2 separate regions of the Takifugu rubripes genome follow, and region 1 is linked to region 2. Evidence: chromatin contacts called from public Hi-C data. All regions are on one chromosome and are shown on one strand. Each heading gives the region's core, a stretch centred on a gene start, on an enhancer-like site or on the middle of the called end of the contact. The rest is flanking DNA. Distances are from core to core; before and after follow the strand shown.

Evidence for each region. Hi-C and Micro-C count contacts between places; a contact is called where the count stands out from the background.
Region 1: a Hi-C map of muscle shows a contact between it and region 2, with 3 times the contacts expected there. The contact joins the promoter of osr2 here to the promoter of rgs22 in region 2. A contact is called at or near these places in 2 of 2 Hi-C or Micro-C datasets (muscle and an unstated tissue).

What each region holds. Positions count from the first base shown.
Region 1 is chr7:6,725,268-6,730,660 of fTakRub1.2, reverse strand. osr2 (odd-skipped related transciption factor 2) reads left to right here and starts at 2,781. Exons shown (of 4, transcript XM_011605287.2): 1 at 2,781-2,874.
Region 2 is chr7:6,473,100-6,478,520 of fTakRub1.2, reverse strand. rgs22 (regulator of G protein signaling 22) reads right to left here and starts at 2,402. Exons shown (of 23, transcript XM_029839040.1): 1 at 2,277-2,402; 2 at 2,168-2,196; 3 at 2,032-2,094; 4 at 1,770-1,952; 5 at 1,616-1,701; 6 at 1,222-1,403; 7 at 470-1,148; 8 at 229-390; 9 at 1-13. The coding sequence starts at 2,298. It overlaps fbxo43 (F-box protein 43), which reads right to left. Exons shown (of 6, transcript XM_011605290.2): 2 at 4,646-5,392; 3 at 3,773-4,498; 4 at 3,600-3,702; 5 at 3,348-3,527; 6 at 2,684-3,269. The coding sequence starts at 5,334. The coding sequence ends at 3,021.

The DNA.
Region 1 (5,393 bases), core at 1,532-4,031, 250 kb before region 2:
TAAACTTGTCTCTGCCTCACAAGAAATGCTTATCAGATAGTTAGTTACTCCACCCAAAGATAAGGAGGAGATTTCTGAAACACTGTCCAAGAAATGTCCATCCAACGATCTCATGGAAAATTATGAAGGTTGGATTAAATTAAAAATCAAAATACATGAAAGCCAGGCCCAGAGTCCAGGGAGAAGAACTAACCACTGCATCAAAGTGATTGCATTTACTTTGGCCACGATGTTCAGAACAGATCATCTTGGTGCCCCTATGTTGTCAGGATTGGTTACTAGGGAATCAAAAAGGACTCCTGCCTTTCACTCGCTGGCTGAACTTTGGAAGGATCCAATAAATTGCTGGAGTATGGTTGCCAAGCAACAGATAAGGATTCATGGGATGAGTACGCCCGGAAGCGTTTGCCAGGCATCAATTGGCTCCATTCTTTTTCGTTCAGTTTAATTTAACTTCATTTGAATGTGTTTTGTTACAATCAAGATTGTCTCTGGGGACTTTATAGAAGTCACACACACACACACACACACACACACACATGAAACACAACAGTGGCAGGAACTAAAACTGAATCAGGTTGGTGGTGCCATCAGTGGAGTCAGTGGGATGTCTTTATCAGCGATCAGCAACATGGCCTCCTGTCTCTGAATGTGTTTTTCATTGATTTTATGACGTGTAATGGACCACCTAACGTTAAAACCTGCCAGTTTACCTCATAGGGTGAAAATGTGAAAATGTACCCCAAGACATAAATGAGAAAAGTGAAACATTATTGCTTCCAAGTGACAAAAAACTGAATTATTATCCACAGCAAGTCCAGTCAAACAATTCAACTGGACCGAGTTAATACACTGAGGTACAAAGTCAGTCAGAAAGGAGGCAGAACTGCTATGATGTCATGTGTGGAGGGCAATAAGACATTAAGACTACATTGGAAAAGCTCTCCAGCCCTCACACCAGCAGGGCAACTGGATCCAGAGAATCCCCACCCGGCATACAAAAAGGTGGTGCCTGCCACAGTTGAGCCATGAACAGTTTCAGACGGTAACAAAGCGAAGAGGCAGCGACCCTAAAGCAGAGTGAACAGGCTGCACGAGGTTTCATGTGACCCTCTCTGCCTGTATTGTGGCTTCTGAGGATGTGGAGCCTGGAGTCTGCAGCTACCCCTGCCCTCCTGCTGGCTTTTTACACACACACACACACACACACACACTCAGCTATGGCCTGGCACGTCATAGCCTTACAGTATTTCTCTTTCTTCCCCACTTCCTTGACTATTCTTTCCATGTTTTCATCCCTCGTTTCCTGCAACACTTCCATCACCTCTGCTGTCCTCACATTATTTCAGCATTTCAGATATCAGGCAGTCAGTTTGGACGGGCGGCAGGTAAACATCCTGCAGAACAGGGTGAAATCAGCTGATGAGTGGGACGTCTGAACCCTAATGATCTTCCACAGATCCCTCCTTGCTCCTGCTCTTCACTGCTTCTTCACTCTGCACGCCATCAGGCCTGACAACATGTAACCAAAGATGTCATGTTAATGGCAGGGAGCGCTACAGAAGCGCTTGGCCAGCGCAGACAAGGGAAAAGGAGGAAGCTATTTGCTGACAAAAGGGATTTGGTGCCGGGCGAGAGCAGCATTAACTGGTGGATTTTATTAGTTGAAAGAGCACGATATCATGGCGGTTTTCGTTTTTATGCTCCTCTGGCAAAGTGGATGACGCTGAAGGGAGCAAAGGCGTTTGGTCACGCAAAGGTGCCAAGCGCTGTTAAACAGATGGCAAGAGACCGGAGAAGAGAGGCAATGGACAGCAGATGGAGAAGAGATCATGCAGAAGGCCTAAGGAATGCATGACACACTGCAAGTCCCCTTTTCCTACTAACATAAATGTTCAATCAAAATCCATTTTCTTTCTTTTCTCATGTTCTGTGTGAGATGAAACAATCCAAAAGATATATATTTTTAAAAAAAGTTGCGACTGAAGTGGGTTTGTTCCTGAATTAAAGTGTAATTTAAAGTTGGAGGTGTAGTTCATGGGTAGAATATATTATTTAAATGGCACATTCTGTTCTAAACATGTTATTTTTGCACTGTTCGGTGACGCTGCGTGAAGTTGGAGTCACCTTGACGTCATAATAGTTCACTGTTAAGCCAATAGGGGGCGCTCTCTGACAATAAAGCAGATGGGCAGAGCTGCATCCTGGTCTGGACAGAGGGGGGACATGCGTGATGTTACCATCATCAGCGGAGTCACACAGATTTCAGAGTGGGGATAGGCTCAATAACAAGTGTCAGGTTCAGATTTTACAGAAATGTTTGAATGTGTTTGAGTTTGTGTCCCTCAGCAATATGTTACTTTCAGATTTTAGTCCCTCCAAACATACAATAAATATGCAAGACATGGCAGCACTGGCCAGAAATAAATAAAGTGTGTAGTATGTATATGTACCATACTTGTGTAGACTTTAACTGTTTAAATCCGGTTAAAAAGAAGAAGAAGAAGAAGAAACAATCCAGGAAAAAGAAAAACAGTGTGGCACATCTCCCTTTCCTAGAAGTGCAGGGTTTTAGGTAAGAAGTGTGTGATGTGGAGGAAAATATGACTTTGGGGGTCTTTGAGAGAAAAACCCCACTCCGTGAGCAGCGGCGGCAGCAGCAGCTGAGGCAGGATGAGTGTATGATGAACGTAGATGAGGATGTGGGGGCTTCGAAACCACAGCAGGTGAGAGTGACAGGGTTTACCTCCCCTGCATATATGGATCTGACATCCTGTCTGCTGGCAGAGACGCAGCGACACAGACATACACAAACCAATGATGCTCTGAGCCAGGCCGGCTGCTCGGCATGACGCTTCCTCAGGTACAGCAGAGGTAAGAGCACCTGAAATGACACCACATGAGAAATACTGCTCAAAACATGTAGGTAGAAGCTATGGGACTGAGACACCAGATACAAGAAGGACTTTTACTAACAACTTAAGAGTAAAAAAACCAAATCAAGCTGTATATATTAATGAAAGCCTTAAATATTGATAGGAGAATTGGAAGAATAGTTTTTCAATTATATTAACTGATGAACATAATCACAAAATAGCTGTCATGTTTCTCATCTTGTTACTCCATTTCTGACGATAATTACAATATTATCAATTCACAGCTACAACAAAGAAAGATCGCTTGAATTGTCAGTGCATATTTCTGCCACAGTCCAACCCTAATCCGGAACACTGGGTGGCTCTGCAGAATTAGATGAGGCCTCGAAGAATAATAATAATAATACTACTAATAATAAGGTTTCTTCTCTGTTGTTCGGTGTTGTTGGAAGAGGAGTGGTGGCCATTATAGACCTGGCAGCTGCAATGAGCTGCAACACTGATACTCTGTGGGAGTCAGATTATCATAGAGAATGATGGCGGCTGCAGGGGACTCGGGCAGGGCCAAAGGCCAAAGCACTAACTCTGCCTCTGACATATACCCTATCTATAAAGAATATGGTAATCCTATATGGTGCAGATCGGTGTGGGCCTGACAGTAAAATACAAAATAAAAACCAGAGACCACATACAGAATGTCCCGGTCAGAACAAATGAAAACGAGATAAAATTCCAAGCCTTTTTTGAGGGGGTCGTTTTATACTGAGCATAATATTACAGCAGAAACCAACATTTAAAATCGGGATTAATAACATTAATCATTTGTTCTAGCTCACAACGTCATTGTCAAATCGAAACAAAAACAACACACATTGGGGGGGGGGGAATCCGAATGAATGTGTTGATAACTTTAAAGAATCGTAAATATTCCAATTTATTAGAAATCAAAGGCTTTTTGTTTAACAGCAGCCAATAAATCTGATCTTAAATAAAAACAGGGGCCACATCCCCCAGGAAGTTCATGTTTTTGGCAGAATTTGCACATATTTTGTCAGACTTTAATGAATTTCGACTGCAGAAATTCCCTGTAAAAGGAAAAGTAATCACCGACGCTTCTGGCTGCGGACTCGGCCGACATATATTCAAAACCGTAGTGTTTGTATTTTTGATTCCCAGGGAGAAAGAGTAAATACAGTTTACATTGTTAGAAGTTTTCAGGGTGAAATTGATATGTTGAGAAAGTGCCACCATCTATAAGTTAAAAATTCGGGGGTGTTGGGTGTCTTATAATCTGTCGGCAATTGTTGAGTGTTTTGACAGTGAAGATGGGGGCCCTGGTGATGTGAAACCGAACAGAAAACCACAAGCATGTTGTGTGCAGAGAACGTTCTGCAGCTCTCACAAAATGAAAATTAGCGTTTGGATGGAGGACAGATCATATACATTAAATCATATACATTCTGCTCCCTGATTGTTATCTCTCCCCGTGCTGATTATTTGCTGCGGTTTGAAGGCGACCGTGAGGAGGCCAGAAGCTCCAATTATTGGTCGCGGTAATAAAATATATTTGATTTGTTATTCTTTTAGTCTTTGGGGCAAAATTATAGGGTTTTATTAGACCGATTGTTATTTGACAAGCCTTCCCCGCAGTGATACTGTTATTTTCATTAAGGCATATTTTCAGCGGCATGGACAGAAAAGATCAAGTTTGCGCCGAGACTCAGCTTTCTGTGCGGCAGAGGCGCCACTAGGCGGCGCTAGAGCCGCGTCAGGGAGAGCAGCGGCTGCAGACTCCTGTCAGGGCTGCACCGAACTTTATGAATTACATTATCCCGTCAAAAACAGGAGTTTCGCCCTGTCAATTTATTGTGCGATAAAGCTAAAGATAATTATCCAGGAGAACAATAAAGGCGATGATTGAATATTTTAAGAGTCCTATCTGTACATTCTGATCAGTCACCTCAGGATATCCAGATTATAACTCCTGGGGTGAATGCAAAATTCAGTTATGTTCAGTCGGTTTTAATAACGTTTCGATTTAAGATGAAAAAATATGCAGCTTTTTTGTTTATCTGTGTGTGTGTGTGTGTGTGTGTGTGTGTGTGTGTGTGTGTGTGTGTGTGTGTGTGTGTGTGTGTGTGTGTGTGTGTGAGTGCGTGTGTGTGTGTACGCTTGTGTGTGGGTGAGTGTGTGTCCGCCCGCGTAATCACTGTGCGCTTTAAAAAAGCCGACAGAGGAAAGTTTTCGAGAAAATCCTTTTTTTTAAAAAGTTGATGACAAATATTGACGCTGTCAGTCGGTTTTTACAGCAGATTATTCATTAAATGCAACGTGTCGGTTTGGAGAAACAGTTGATGGATTAGACCGCAGGTTAATGATCATGTGACAGCTAAATCTGCCCTTGTGTTTATTTATCATCTTTTAATCCTGCCTTTTTTTGTTCACATTTTTAGACAGAAAAGAGGGAAAACCAAGCAAACGGCCTTTATTTGTATCTATATTTATAATAATCCACCA
Region 2 (5,421 bases), core at 1,153-3,652:
GAACCGTGGAGCCCTGGGGGAAGAAAATTACTTGTTTTTTTTAGACATTACTAGCATGTGCCACATCCAACCTATACCTAATATGAATCTTATAAAATAAAGAGCGAGGAGCACTGTCTTGTGATTACACACAAAATTGCCTGACCACATATATACTGTGATCAATGGTAACAAAAGCAATGTAGCAGCTTCTTCCAGTGCAATTCTAAGCGTAGTGTTAAATCTCACCAGTAGTGCAGCAGAGACTCTGTGAGGTTGGGTTGAACGGAGCGCAGGTTCTCTTCTGTCCAGCAGGGGGAGGTGTTCAGGCCCAGTGGGGAGAGCAGCGCCGCAGGTAAATGGGTGCGGCTGCTGCTCAGCAGGTACCAGCCCCTCATCAAAGCCAAATATCTGATCACATTTGTGAGGATTACAAGCGCAGCAGTGATTAAAGGTGATGGTTAATTTACATCAACAAATTAAAGGTCACCTGTTCTTCCGCTCTCGGTTCTGCACCAGCTTCAATCTCTCTATATCCATCCAGAGGTTAAACGTCTTCTCACCGGGCCTTCCGTGCAAAAACTCCTTAAAGTCATCCAAGCCAGGTCTACTACCATGGCAACAGATGCCATAGAAACAAATATATGGTGCATTTTTCTGCCCCAGGCCCCCACTCCCAGCCTCCAGCCGTTGAGCTCTTTCTTCCACTCTCACACCCCCCGTGCCTTCTTGAACTTTTCCCTCCCTCCCCTCAAGCGTTTCTCTGCAGCCAACAGCTGGAGCTTGACATTCACAGGGTCCGGGGGGGCCGGTGCAGGCTGTCTGTTCTGCTGACCTGCTGACATCAGCAGAAGCAGTTGTCTGGTTCGGACCCTCCATCACTGTCTCAGCATTGTTGAACACCCGACTCTCCACTGTGGAAACTAAACACTCATGCTGCAGCTCAACGGACCTGTAACCATGGTTACTGCACTCTTTCTGACGTTCCTCCCTGTTACCAACTGATGGCAGCATTGTGACGAACTTGGGTTCTTGCACTTCCCCATAATGGAGTTTGGCGTGATCAGAGGATGGAGCAACAGGCTCGGGTGAGCTGGAGGAACCCTCGTTAGTAATGTTGCTCCGTTCGTGCTCAGGAAGCTGACATGTTAAATCCTTTATTCCAGATCCTGAACAGGTAGGAACAAATAGAAAACATTCACTTAACTGCACACAGACAGAAGACATGTAGTTTAAACACACCACTATCTTCTACTGAGACGTCCTCTGCAGACTTTGAGCACATCTGGAGTCGCCGCATGTCGACGTTTCCCTCATTCATTTTAGAGGAGCGGCGCAGTGGAGGAGCTGACTGGATGGAACGTCCTCCGAACTTCAACCTCTGGGTAAAAACTTTAAATTCCTGCTGAAACAGCTTAGCAAGCCTAAGGGAAAACAAAGATGCCAATACCTGCTCACAGCCAAACGTCAATAAATACCAATCCAATTTAAATCTGTAAGAGAACTTTGAGGTACTAACAAACCAATTAAATTACACATAAGGAAAAATTTAAATAACAAAGAACAAAAATCAGAGCAAGATAAGAACAAAGTACCCTTCATTTGGGTTAGAGTAGTAAACATGCTGGGCTCTCACCTGTATTCACTGTAGCAATCACTCAGAAGAAATAAGGGTAATCGTTCCCTTATCATCCACTGAATTCCTTGTTCTCTGTCCAGACACTAAAGATCAGACAGCCTCAGTACGTAAGAAAATGTTCCGATATCGCTGTGAACAGGAATAATCTTACAGTGACAGTGTAGCGGTTGTCCACAGGAGGGCTGCTGCAGAGGTCAGCAGGGTCCCCAGTGAGGAGCTGTGATTTGCTGCGCCGCAGCACCGATCTGATTCTTCTGCAGACAAGCTCTGCTTCATCAGTCGCCACCTCGAACAGCCTGGTCTCTGGGTTATATAGCAAGCCCTCCTGAAATGACTGGAAAGAACCGCATAGCAACCAGTGATTTGGGTTCAGAATGGGATCATATTCATGTCAGATATTAGGACTAATTTACCGGCAGACTTAAAAAATCATTGAAGAAGTGAGCCAAAAGATCATCAGAAGCCAGAGAGATCTCCTGCAGGTGGAACATTAAATTCATGATGCATCCAAGAAAATGTTATTAAATGTCAGGGTGAATTTGTACTTACAAAGTTGCTGGCAGTCAGGAGGGGAAAATCTTGAAGACAAAGATGGGTTAAATATTAAAAGGATTTTTTTTTTTTTTTAAATACATATTGCAATTCTTAAACGTGTCACCTGATGATGGGATTCCCCACATTGTTCAGGAAAAATGAAGAGAGCAGAAAAGGTTTTGATTTCAAACCGAGCAGTGAAGCCGTAACGACACTTCTGAACATTCAACCTGCAGCTCTCAGATTAGACACACTGCAGGTTGCTATGGAAGTGGAGTCATTTTCAAAACACAGGGGGCAGTAAAAGTTTAACTAGGATTCCAGAGACTGGAGGTCTCCTCCCTGCCAATTCTCACAAAAATCACCCTTTCACTAAATTGATTTTTTTTTTTTTACCTAGACAGAAACTTGCATCTTTTTAAAAATGAAACATGTGATTAACATTGTTGTAGCGAACACGTGCCACTAGGTGACGCCAAACACCAAAGAAAAGAGTACTGACTTCAATCTATAAAACTCAGGAAAATGTTGTTTTTTCTTTTTAAATGAATTTATTTTAAAATTGCTCTGAAAAACACTGGTAAAAGTTGAAAATCTCGAATCCCACAAAAATGTTACGTACAGTTGATCAAGGTGCACCGACAGCATAACTCAACCTCTGGCCTGTTGACTTTATACACATAATTTAAAAACACACAAGTAAGAACTAGATCGGAGAAAAATTGAGGCAACTACAGTACAAGGAAATGGACAAAGACACACTGAAAAGTACAGAAGTTGTTCTCATGTACTGGCTACAGATCAGTCTCCTGTACTTCAAAAGTCCTAAAAAATAAAGTGACCGAAGGACATAAATTGTTCATTGTGCTCACAGCCTCCTAACGTTGCGCTTGCTTTGAGCGCTTCCTGGGAGCAGCTTGTCTTTATTGTGGCGGCCGACAGACTGGCTGCCGCACTCCCTGGAACCGTGGAAGGTGCATAAACAGGCCGTGCAGAACTGGAAACCACAATCAGCTCTGCTGCAGATGCCCTCTCCCTTCACGGAGTGGCACCTTGCGGGGTGCTGGCATCGCGGGCAGGGCTTCAGGCACTCGTCGTTGAAGAGCGTTTTGGCAACCTGGGAGGGGAGATAAAAGAGACCTTGAACCAACCGACCACTGTCGACACACATTTTCATCACTGAGCTTCAACTCGCCTCAATAAATTTATCCCGTTTGCTGCTGCCCGAGTGTTGCAAAGGTGTTAAAGTGCTTTTGGCTGACTGGGGGGTGCAGAAGCTGGAGCTTCGAGACTGGGCCTGAACACTCTTGAGGGCTGACCTCTTGAGAAGCGTGAGCCTGGTCTCTGCCTCTGGCACATGGTGAGCTCCCCCTGACTGAGAACACACCCACAGTCAGAATACTCTTCTGGGGCAGAGGTGTGCTGTGCCAAAAGGGGTCAACCTCACCTCCAGACCGGCGTCCACTTCCATCAGATGGGTTCTCCTCTTCAAACAAGCGCCCTCGTCTTGTTGGACCACCTCGCTCCAGCTCTTACACACCTGACCGCACCTAGCGAAGACGTGGAGATCACGTTGAAGCAAAAGCTTTAGTCGCGGAACAGAAAACATTCGCATCCCACCTGTAGACGCTCTCAGGGCTCAGCTCGCCAAGTATGATGGACAGGACGTGTCTGAGGCTCCTCTTCTTCAGCTCGGTGAGTATGTCCACCTTCCCCAGGCCCATTTTCCTTCCGATCAGCCCGGCCAGGGGCAGGGAGGTCCTGAACATCACAGGGGTCTCCGTCAGCGCTGCGGTGTATCTCAGCTGTTCCTTCAGACTGGGACTGTGGCCTGTGAACATCTGGGCTTTCTGCTGGCACATGGCATGAACCAGCTGTAAAGCCGGGGTCAGAGACAGATTGACAGAGGTCCTCCTCCTGTGAGGAGTCTCATCTGGAACGGCAGATGTGCCACGCAGGGTCGCGTTTTCTGGCTTGGCCCTTGTTGCTCTTAAGGGGGTGGCGTAAACCGGTCTCCCAGGAGCCAGACTATCGGCAGAGATGGCAGCGTGTGGCGGGGCGTTCTCAGCAAAGACGTCATCGTCTTTAGAATGGCTGCACGTCTGCTGGGACCGTGCGTGCCTTCTGTCCGCGAGGTCCTCCTCAGATTGCGAGCCTCCTTCTTTGAGTGTTGAGAGTCTGTTCTGGCGATGCAAACGGGATCGCCGCTTTGACTCTGCCAGATTTGGCGTCTCGGCGTGTCCGCGGGAGGCAGAGAGCAGCAGCTCCTGGAACGAGCCATCGTAGTCCACCGGGGAATCTTTGTCGAGGGTCAGCGAGCTAAACCCGCTGTCTTCACACGCAGACCTGCTCAGGGATCACAAAGGTGCACAAGAGTTCAATCATTTATCGTTTATTTCCTAGCCGTTGTATTTACAGCAAAATGTAAATAAACATTAAAATTACATGGGGGGGGGGGGGGGGGGGGGGGGGGAGTATCTGAAAAATCAATACCTGATAAATTTGTGTGTGTGTGTGGACGATGGCGTGCACAAGGCGCTCGTATCATCGTACAGATCTGTTGCGACGCTGCCGATGGGCGACCGAAAGCTTCTCTTTGACGAGCCAGGCAAGAGTTTGTTGAAGATGGGAGTTTCTCGCTGATCGGCGGCAGAAAGATTCTCACTGAACTCTGCGTCCGACAGTGAAATTCTGCTCCCAAAACTGGAGAGTTGAGCAGAGTTGAGTTTCCCGTCGTCCAGAGTGGAGGTCCTCGTCTGGGTGAAAAGGAGGCGACGTTTCCTGCAAGATAAGGGGAGATCCTGCGCGGGGTCTAAAGGGCCTGTGTCACCGTCTATGGAGTCAAATGAGAAGCTGAGCCATCCCAGAGAGGCGTCGGTGCCGCTGGAGCACGGCGACCTGATGTCAGCTTTCACCGGTTGGGTCAGTCTGCATATCAGACGTCTCTGACGCAAAGAGGAATCTCTTCTAGGAGTTTCACACCAGCTAGGTGTGACAGACGGCCTGAGGTTCTCTTTAGATGTTCCACCGCATTCCTCTGGAGACAAGGACTTGCAGGAGTCGGCTCCAGCGACGCTCGGAGGGCTGCGGAATAACCCGGAATAGCCGCTGTCAGAGCAGTCATAACTCTGTTGGCCTTTGCAGCTCTGGAGGTAGATGTTGGATTCAGGAGTGCACTGCATCTTCTCCTTACACGGTGCACGTGTAGCAGAAACACAAGGAGGGGGGGATTCAAATGACCTGAAGGGGGGAATAAAATACATTTAAAA